2 separate regions of the Mus musculus genome follow, and region 1 is linked to region 2. Evidence: chromatin contacts called from public promoter capture Hi-C data. All regions are on one chromosome and are shown on one strand. The core of a region is the stretch at or near the end of the contact, and the rest is flanking DNA. Distances in the headings are between cores, read along the strand shown. Region 1 holds the start of Parp8 (poly (ADP-ribose) polymerase family, member 8). Region 2 holds the start of Mocs2 (molybdenum cofactor synthesis 2).

Evidence for each region. Promoter capture Hi-C pulls out the DNA fragments that hold promoters and counts their contacts.
Region 1: a contact with region 2 is called in a promoter capture Hi-C map of pre-B cells, with 8 times the contacts expected there. The contact joins the promoter of Parp8 here to the promoter of Mocs2 in region 2. A contact is called at or near these places in 5 of 39 promoter capture datasets (the C10 cell line, cranial neural crest, hippocampal neurons and 2 more) and 2 of 115 datasets of contacts at active chromatin or transcription factors (astrocytes and pro-B cells).

Annotation. Positions count from the first base shown.
Region 1 is chr13:117,023,701-117,027,647 of GRCm38.p6, reverse strand. It overlaps Parp8 (poly (ADP-ribose) polymerase family, member 8), which reads left to right and starts at 2,117. Exons shown (of 27, transcript NM_001081009.2): 1 at 2,117-2,283; 2 at 2,371-2,472; 3 at 3,419-3,473. The coding sequence starts at 2,382.
Region 2 is chr13:114,815,728-114,820,350 of GRCm38.p6, reverse strand. Mocs2 (molybdenum cofactor synthesis 2) reads right to left here and starts at 2,114. Exons shown (of 6, transcript NM_001113374.1): 1 at 2,028-2,114. It overlaps Gm34790 (a long non-coding RNA gene), which reads left to right and starts at 2,127. Exons shown (of 3, transcript XR_382937.4): 1 at 2,127-2,417.

The DNA of each region.
Region 1 (3,947 bases), core at 868-3,367, 2.2 Mb before region 2:
TCGCATCCTAGCCATGTGCCATTCCGAATACTCCTGGAGGCTTTAGGAAGCTTTACTGCAAAGCACCACTGCTCCTTGCCTCTGGGATGGAAGAAGCAACCCAGCTACCAAAGTGAAGCGTAACTCTTAACTCCTAACCTCACGGCCTCGGACTCAAGTGTTTCAAATAGCACTGGATCTCTTGCTGCCTCACGCCTTGGTAAACTCTAGATAACCTTGAAGCCTTCTCCACCCACTATCAGCTGGAGACTAGTTTCCCTAGTGATCCTCAGGCCTGCGATTGGTGCCCACATGGTCCCGTATGAGGGAGGAACTGCCAGGATTGGTTCATACATGTGCTTTTCTTTCCTGGCTATATAATCAGATTATTTGGCTCACTTTATTACAACGTTAACCCTTAGTGAAGTCTCTTCAAGCAAGGCAGCGAAGGGAAAGCGAAGGCCTTGGGTGCTCTGTGGATGAGATCCCCAGAGCTCTCAAGCTTCAAGGGATATGGATCTGAGCAGCTACAGGCCTCAGACCAGTCTCACAGTGACCTGTCTCTGTAGTTAGGTTAAGGATCACTGTGTCCAAGGCCAGGCTCAAAGGAGAGCTTTAACCCTGCAAAGCCCCACCTAACTGCTGTGGGATGTATGCTGTCTTCTGCCGTCACTAAAGGCTGTCGGAAACTGAGGATTACAAGAGGAAAAGCGTGAGAATACAGATGATGTTAAAAGGCTGGATATATACCATAAGCCTCCAGCCTGAGTGTTTCCAGCAGTCAGTCTCTGCCTTGAAAAGGGTTTGAAATTCTAATACTCTTCTGGGCGTGTCTGTTCAGCCCCTAGGCTCCAGGGTACTGACTCAGGCTTGCCAGCACAGGAAAAGCTTCCCCTACTCACTATTCCTATCGGGAAGATTAAAAGGTTCCGGACAACATGATTGATAACACCTCCTATATTCCAGACACTGCTTGGTCTTAGAATGCAAAACAATATACCTATGGTCTGCCTGGGGGACACTTCTCAGAAACGATGCTAAAGAAAAGAGCTTGGTGGAGCGGGTTCAGGTTCCTTGCGGCAGAAAAGGTGGACCAACCATCATAAGCTTAAAGCAGGGCAATAGAGAGCGGACAGTATGGTTTTCCTTGTTGCGCAAGGTATTAGGGCTGGAGAAACTTTCCCTTGCCTCAGCCCACAGAAGGCTGAGGTTTTGAATAAGACCCAAGCCAGGTATCCCTGACTTAGGGAGTCCCCTCAGGCCAATTTCTTATGAACAGAGCTGGAAAGGAAGAACAAGAGTCTTTGGAGTCTAGAAAGGGCTTCATTTTCAAAAGAGCTTCTCAAACCTGGGACAAACAAACAAACAAACAAACCACCCTGAGAAGCAAAAGCAAAGCAAAACAATAAAAGAACCCCCATCACCTCACCACCAAAAAAGAAGGCAATAAGGAAATGGGAGAGTCCTCCTAGAGTGATCTCCAGCCTTTCTCCCTTTGCCTGATGTGATTACAAGGAAAGACTTGTTCACTTTATTTTTAATTCGTAAAGATTTTTTTTTCTTTTCCCCCTCTTTCTTCCTCCCAGCCACTCCGGCTTGGGTTTCCATATGACTCATAATTCCTTCTGAAAGTGGAGTCGAATTCATAAAAGTGGTGGAAAGAGGAGGGGTGGTGGTGGTGGTGCGGGAGAGGCTGGGAGCTCCAGGGAGTCTTCACTACCTACACTGTCACTCAGCTCCCGGCTCGAGTGGCAGTCGGGGGTGGGGAAATCCAGCCTGCGCGGATGGCGGATACTATTAAAGCCCCAGCGGCGCGCAGCCGGGCCCGGTGACCCGCGGCGGGTGCGGGAGGGTCTGCGGCTGGCGGGCGGCGCTGCAGCAGCCTGGGCACGGCCGCCGCCCGCGGGCGCGAGTGTGCGCGGGTGTGGGAAGGCCGGCGTGCGGGCCGCGAGGGGTGTGCGCGCGTGAGTCGGAGCGGGGCTCGCCCCTCTCCGGCGCCTGCCGCTCCACAGCTGCCGATCGCTCTCCAGCGGTCCCCGGCCCCCTTCGGGCCCCTCGTTTTCCTACGGCCGTCAGTCCGGGCGGGGGTGGGGGGGGAGGGAGAAAGTGAGACTCCGTGTCATCACCATCCATTGTCAGAACAGGAGGAAATTGGAATCCAGCAGCGGCGAGCAGCAGCTGGGCGGTCACATCTGGGAATGCAAAGCCGACCTCCTCCTCCTCCTCCTCCTCCACCTCCTCCTCCTCTCTCACCCGGGATCACTTCCGAAACCACTTCGCCTTCAGCCCCTGCCTCGGCCAGAGGTTTCATTTTTAACTGAATATTTACGAAAGCTGGAAGCGTGCGAGGGGGGTGGGGTGGAGTGGAAATAGCGGCTGCTTCTTTTCCAGGGATTTATTTAATGGGGATGTGTTCAAGGCAAGAGAGAATTCAGAAGGATATCGACGTCGTGATCCAGAAGTCAAGAGCCGAGAAAGACTGCCTGTTTGCAGGTGAGTTCTTGCCTCTCGGATCCTGGGACCAGGAGTCAGCCTCCCCTCTGTCTACCCCCATTGCCCAGATTTCTGACCGCGACGCGTGTAGCTTGGGAGTGTGGGGCGGCAAGTCCCCATTCCGGGTGCATTTGGAAATAGCTGCAGCGGCGTGAGCTGAAACCCAAAGAGGAGGGGGGCACGAGCCACCCCCCTCCCCCCCAAAAAACCCCACCAGGCCAGGGCAGTCTCCGGCTCCTGGGGCAGGACCCGCGCGATCAGAGTGCAGGGGCCGGGCGCTGGGTTCCAGCCATTGGCGGTGCCCAGAGCATCCGAGCTTTGCCTCCCGGCTTCGGCAGCCGTGGCCGAGCGGGGCGGGCTAGAGCCCGGCGGCTTTGCGCCATCGGCCGAGCGGCGGCGGCCGGGAAGGGACCGGCTGCGCTGCGCTGCGCTGCGCTGCTCCCGCCAGGCGCCGAGGCCCCGGGAGAAGGCAGCGCTGGGCCGAGCTCCCGCCCCCTCCGCTGCACCCGCTCCTCGGCGAGCGCGCAGGACACCGCCCCGGGGAAGGGATGGATGGATTCCCGGGGTTCCCGAGCTACGCAGGCCCAACCTGGGGGTCGCTTTGCGTCCATCTTTGCTCCCCGTCCTCCCACCCCCCCATCCAAGGCCGAGGGCAGTTCGGGCTTCGCAGCCCGAAGCCTGCCAGGGGCTGCTTCCGGCTGCTTGGCTGGGAATTTCCCGCTGTTGCCATGGCACCCGGCACTTGTTGCGGGGGGCGGCCTCCCGCTGCACCCCACGGGGTGCTCCGCATCCCCTCCTGCACCACCCTGCTGGCGGCCCCTAGCTCTCCAGCCTTTGCTTCCCTCCCCATCGGGCCTCCTAGGCTCACACAAAAGTGTAGGTTCAAGACAGAATTGGGGTTAAAAACAACACATGGGGTGGCTTATAACACGACTTTCCGTTTCAGATTTCAGATACTCAGACTCCACCTTTACTTTCACCTACGTTGGCGGCCCCAAAAGGTATTTATGTGTATAGAGTTGCTTCATTTCCTGTTCACACGCTTGTGTTTCCTTTGTTCCTGGTGTCTTCCGTGTTTGGGTATTTTTTTGCTTGTTTGTTTAATCTTGGGACTGCTATCTAGCTGCATTCCTCGCCAGTTGTCTCCCGATTTTATATAGAAGAGGGAAAATAAATATGTTTGAAGTTTTTTTTTTCTTCTTAAGCTAACAGAGGATGAGCAGAACTCCACATAGTGTTCTGCTTCAGTAGTAGATTGCTCTTTAGGCGTTCTGGATTTGACACAGGCGACACCGTGCAAAATTGGTACATTGAGCATGGAGTGAAATATGTGAAAGACATAAAAAGATGTCACAAAATAGTTTGATCGCCACCAGTGCTTATTTTGCCAACGTGTCTCTTTTTTCCATTTTCCTGAAGGTTGACATAAACACGTGGTCTTCCCAGTTCCCCAGGCGTTTTTCTTTTTTCCTCCG
Region 2 (4,623 bases), core at 865-3,364:
CTTGAGTGGTTCCTAGCCAGGGAGAAGCATGCAGCCCTTCTGAGCACACAGTGTGGCACAACCTTCCGAACGGCGCCACCCTTTTTAATACAGTTCCTCACATCGTGGTGACCCCCAGCCACACAATTACTTCATTGCTACTTCATAACTGTCATTTTTGCCGCCGTTATGAATCGTAATGAAAATATCTGATATGCTATCTAATAGGTGACCCTTGTGTAAAGGTCATTCGACCCCTTGGGGGGGGGGTCGCCACCGACAGGTTGGGAGCTACTGGTATAGCACCTTCCGCACAGAGCAGAGCTCTGGGGGAAACCTCTCTCCGCAGGCTGAAGCAGCACCACTCGTGTTCCTGGGACAGTGTCCAGCCATTCTATAGCTCATCCCGACAGGGCTTCAGGGAAAAATAATAAGTTTCATTTCAGATTTTCAGGGGCCAGTGAGAAATTTTCAAATATTATAAAACCCAAGCTCAGAAGCATGTAGGGTCTGTTATACTTCATTTTTCTTTCAATCTCAGAAACTTTTGAGTATTTTAAAAGAGAGAAAAGGACAGAAAGGTTTATAATGTATCTTTTTAACAGCATCTTTCAATTTTTCATCTTAGGCTATAAAAGGCAGAACTTGCATTTTTCTGTCTTAGAAATTAGAAAAATGATTGTAAATTACATAAACATATCTAGGGGGCATCCACTTGACTGCTTTTCTAGTAAATTATCTATGGTGTTCCTTGTGGTACTTGGATGTTTCTAAATACCAGAGTTTTAAATTTTCAAGAATTTTAAAAGAACTAGTACTCTTGTGTGAGAACACACATACGCACACTCACACGTAATTTACACATTTTAGAAACCTTTACATGTTCATCATATGCACTCTATAACGTTAGCTACCCAGGATGGAGACTCTCTAGCTCCTTCCACAGCTCTGACGCTTTGATTTCCTGTGGCACAGAAATGGTCTCCGAGCGAACTCCGGCTATTTCAGCACTTTTTGCAAAATACAACACGTCAATCTGAAAGGAGAGAGGATAGTCTAAATAACCCGCACCAAGAAGGCTCCTCGCTCCCCAAATGCAATGGCTCACAAAACTTCAGTATTGGCCTGGTGGTGGTGACACATGTCTTTAAACCCAGAACTGGGGAGGCAGAAGCAGTCAGATCTATGTGAGTTCAAGACAAGCCTGGTCTACCAGAGTGTAGTTCTGGAGAGCCAGGACTACACAGAGAAACCCTGTCTCGAAAAACATAAACAAACAAACAAAACACTTCCATATATCTATAGATTCATATTTGAGACAAACGCTTTAAAATCACTTCTGATTTCTGCCTACTGTTCAGACCTCTCACAATCTCAAGCTTGTGTGGCAGCATTAAAATCCTACTAAATTTCCTTAGAAAACATGCTAAGTCTGACTTGACACGGAATCGATTCTTCCATCAGCCGCGAAGCAGAGACAGAGGTCTGAGTCAGGGGGTGGATTACACAAGTAAATTAAATAACCCAGTCAGCAAAGGCCTAGCTTTCATTTCACAGTGGTCAAATGACCTTTGATTCCGTCCTACATTACGATTGAGTTACAAAACACAGAACATTTGACATGCAGCAAAGCAAATGGGCTTGAATTACAGGATCAACTGGTAGTTTCTAGGCCAAACCCGTGTAATCAGCCTGGGAACTAAGGGACCTGACTGTGCACAAGGTCTCACCTGTCACTCAGTACAACTCGGTCTCTCCACAATAATCACGGCTGCTGCAAACTATCCTGAGCCTGTCAATCATTGGGTGATGCGCATTTCCTCACAATAATTCCTAACTAGGAGCGTTTTAATTTTAAAAAGTGTCAAAATAAATCATCCGGAATGGTAGGGAAAAAAACCGTCTAGGTAATCGGTCGTGAAGGCCATGACCTGGACACCAGAGTTCGGGGACAGAACTTGACATTCAGCGAGCAGCAGGCGCAAGACCCGGAACCCGGGAGGAGTTAGAGAGGAAGGGGCGCCCCAGCCGCGCGAACCAACTCTTACCTGGCACCTAGGAACCATCCCGCTACACACCGCGAAGCCAGTTCTCCAACCCCTAGAGGCGCCGGTGACTCAGAGCGCATGCGCAGCCGGATGCTCCACCTTCTGGGTGGTGCTCAACCCCGGGCGTGTGGACACTGCGCCTGCGTACACTTCGCTCCGCCCCGCCACGCCTCCTGCACCCACAAAAGTTTACTCTGCTTTTGGATCCCAGTGCTGCGACCTCTTGTGTGACCCGGCAGGGTGGCCTTCCCCAGGCTAACCTATGCGGCCCCTCCATCCAGTGTGGGATCCGGGTTCTTATTCGCAGCGTGGAGACGGTATCTGACTGTCACTTCAGTGTTTTAGGCGCTCAGGAGTTTCTGAGCCAGCGACCCCATCCAGACTTCCTAGGTACACATCTCTGCCTTAGTTGTCGCGTGGGTACGTGGATTTAAGTGGCCCTCGCTGGGCGCTCAGTCCGGGTTAACCGTAACTGTGTTCCAACTGTAATCTTAGTAAAAACCTTACCTTTCAGTTGAGAGTGGCGGGGGGCGTGGCTGGGTCACCTGCTGTAGGAAGTCTCACCGAGGAGATTCTTGTGCCAAATACATTTGCCAAAATAGTAACAAATACGGAAGGAAAGGACATTTCACGTTCTGTGTCAAGCTATGGGAACGTAAAAATTGGGTAATAAATTTCCAGAAGGAAAATAGTTGGCAAGATGGGTGTACTCAGTTCAAGGAAGAAATAGAAATGCAGAAGGGGAAGGGTGGGCAGAGGGGAGTAATAAGCCCGATTATGATTTGCATCAACATTTATTTTGATAAGGTTGCTAAACATTAAGGTTAAATATTTATGTCCACATGCTGTTAGGTAAACGAGGAAACTGACAGTCACTCTGGGCTCCTGGGTCGTTTCCAGTGACAGCAATGAGCAATATCTTCAATAGGCTAAGAAACAATGCATAGTTCAATGTGGTTTTGCAAACAAACTGGTGCATATAAAGGCTAGAGCCTATCATTCCTGCTTGGGGGCGGAGAGGGCAGGTGGGACCTCAAAAATTGCCTAAGAGCTCTTCCTAAAAACTTCCTTTGGTGGACTCAGAGATGAGACAGGGTTAAGCCTGTGCTAGGCTGCTCTGCCAGAGGACGCAGGTTCAATTCCCAGCATCCACATAGGCGGTGCTCAGACACTCATACAGGCAAAACACCCACACACATAAGAAATAAAATCTTAACAAGGACAAAGACAAAGCTCAATAATGTTTTACTCTATTCAAATATTAAAAATCCAATTATGAGACCATGACATCAGGATAATGCCATTCATTTTGAAAATATCCTCTTTATTCTACAAGATTCTTAGGGCTGAGATGTTGCTTAGTGTAAAGTCACAATCCACAGCACTGAACAGTAAAAATTTTTAAAATTCTTTTACAAGTTAAAAGAAATAATGTTTTCAAATGGCACACATTTTCCTGCGGTTTTTCTGTTGATGGATTTAACTTAATAGCTTAGTTAAAAAGAAAAAAAATTCTTTGTCAGCCTATTCCAAATCTTGTTGGGGAAACACGCTGTCTCCTTTCTGAGTTATTAGTGGAGTGAGTCTTTTCAAGGTTTTTGGCCTCTAGTACTTCCAGTTTCTATTCATTTTTTTCTTCATTACTCAAATAATAAAAAAAAAAAATACAGCCCTATCTTAAGTTCTGATTGCAAACCAGACTAATACCAGGATATTTTCATGTTATGCTGAAGACTTTAATGTTATTTTAGTTACAAACTCATTAATTACATAAGTGGGTAATTAGAATGGAACATAATAAATTACTAGGAATAGCCTAACCTCTTTAGTAGCAAGGTTATTGTTTTGCTTAAGTTACAATTTATTATAAAAAAAATCTAGTCACTATTTTCTCAGTCTGTACTAAATGAGATGCCATTTAGTTAAAAATACAGACATAAATTTAGATAAAGACATTTCCGCCTTATTTCTAGATTTAAAAAAAGAATCTAAACTCTGATATTAGAAATGTAGAACATTTTGGCTCCTCACAAAAGGATCTATTTATTTGAGGAAGATATCTCAGGAATGACTGTATTTCCAAAAATGTTCATTCCCTTTTCCAAAATGTTTTCCAAGAAATGTCTGTCAGGGTCTATGTTCATTAGATTTGCTAAACAAATTTTGAATGCACAGGTAACATCATTTCCTGTCTGATTAATATTGTGTAAATACTTCCCACCATTACTACTGCACATTACTGCTGTGCAGGTTAGTTTAAATGTCCACCGGTCACACCCTTGAATAAACTGGAAAAGGAGCTCCAATCTAAAAATAATATAGATCAGGCTCTGTGGACATGTCTGTGGGAAAGCCTTGATTGGTAATTGGCCATCCTTGGCATGGTGACGTCCCCTGGTCTGGGCCTTGAATTTTATAAGTCTGGAGAAAGCCAGAAGCAAGCAAGCAGGCGGCATGGTGCACACATTTCTTCTGCTCTTGACTGAGAATGTGAAGTGACCAGTTGTCAGCTTATTGCTGCTATGACTCTCTCTGTAACCTGGAACCACAAGCCAAATAAACCCTTTCTCCCCTAAGTTGCTTTTGGTCAGGGTGT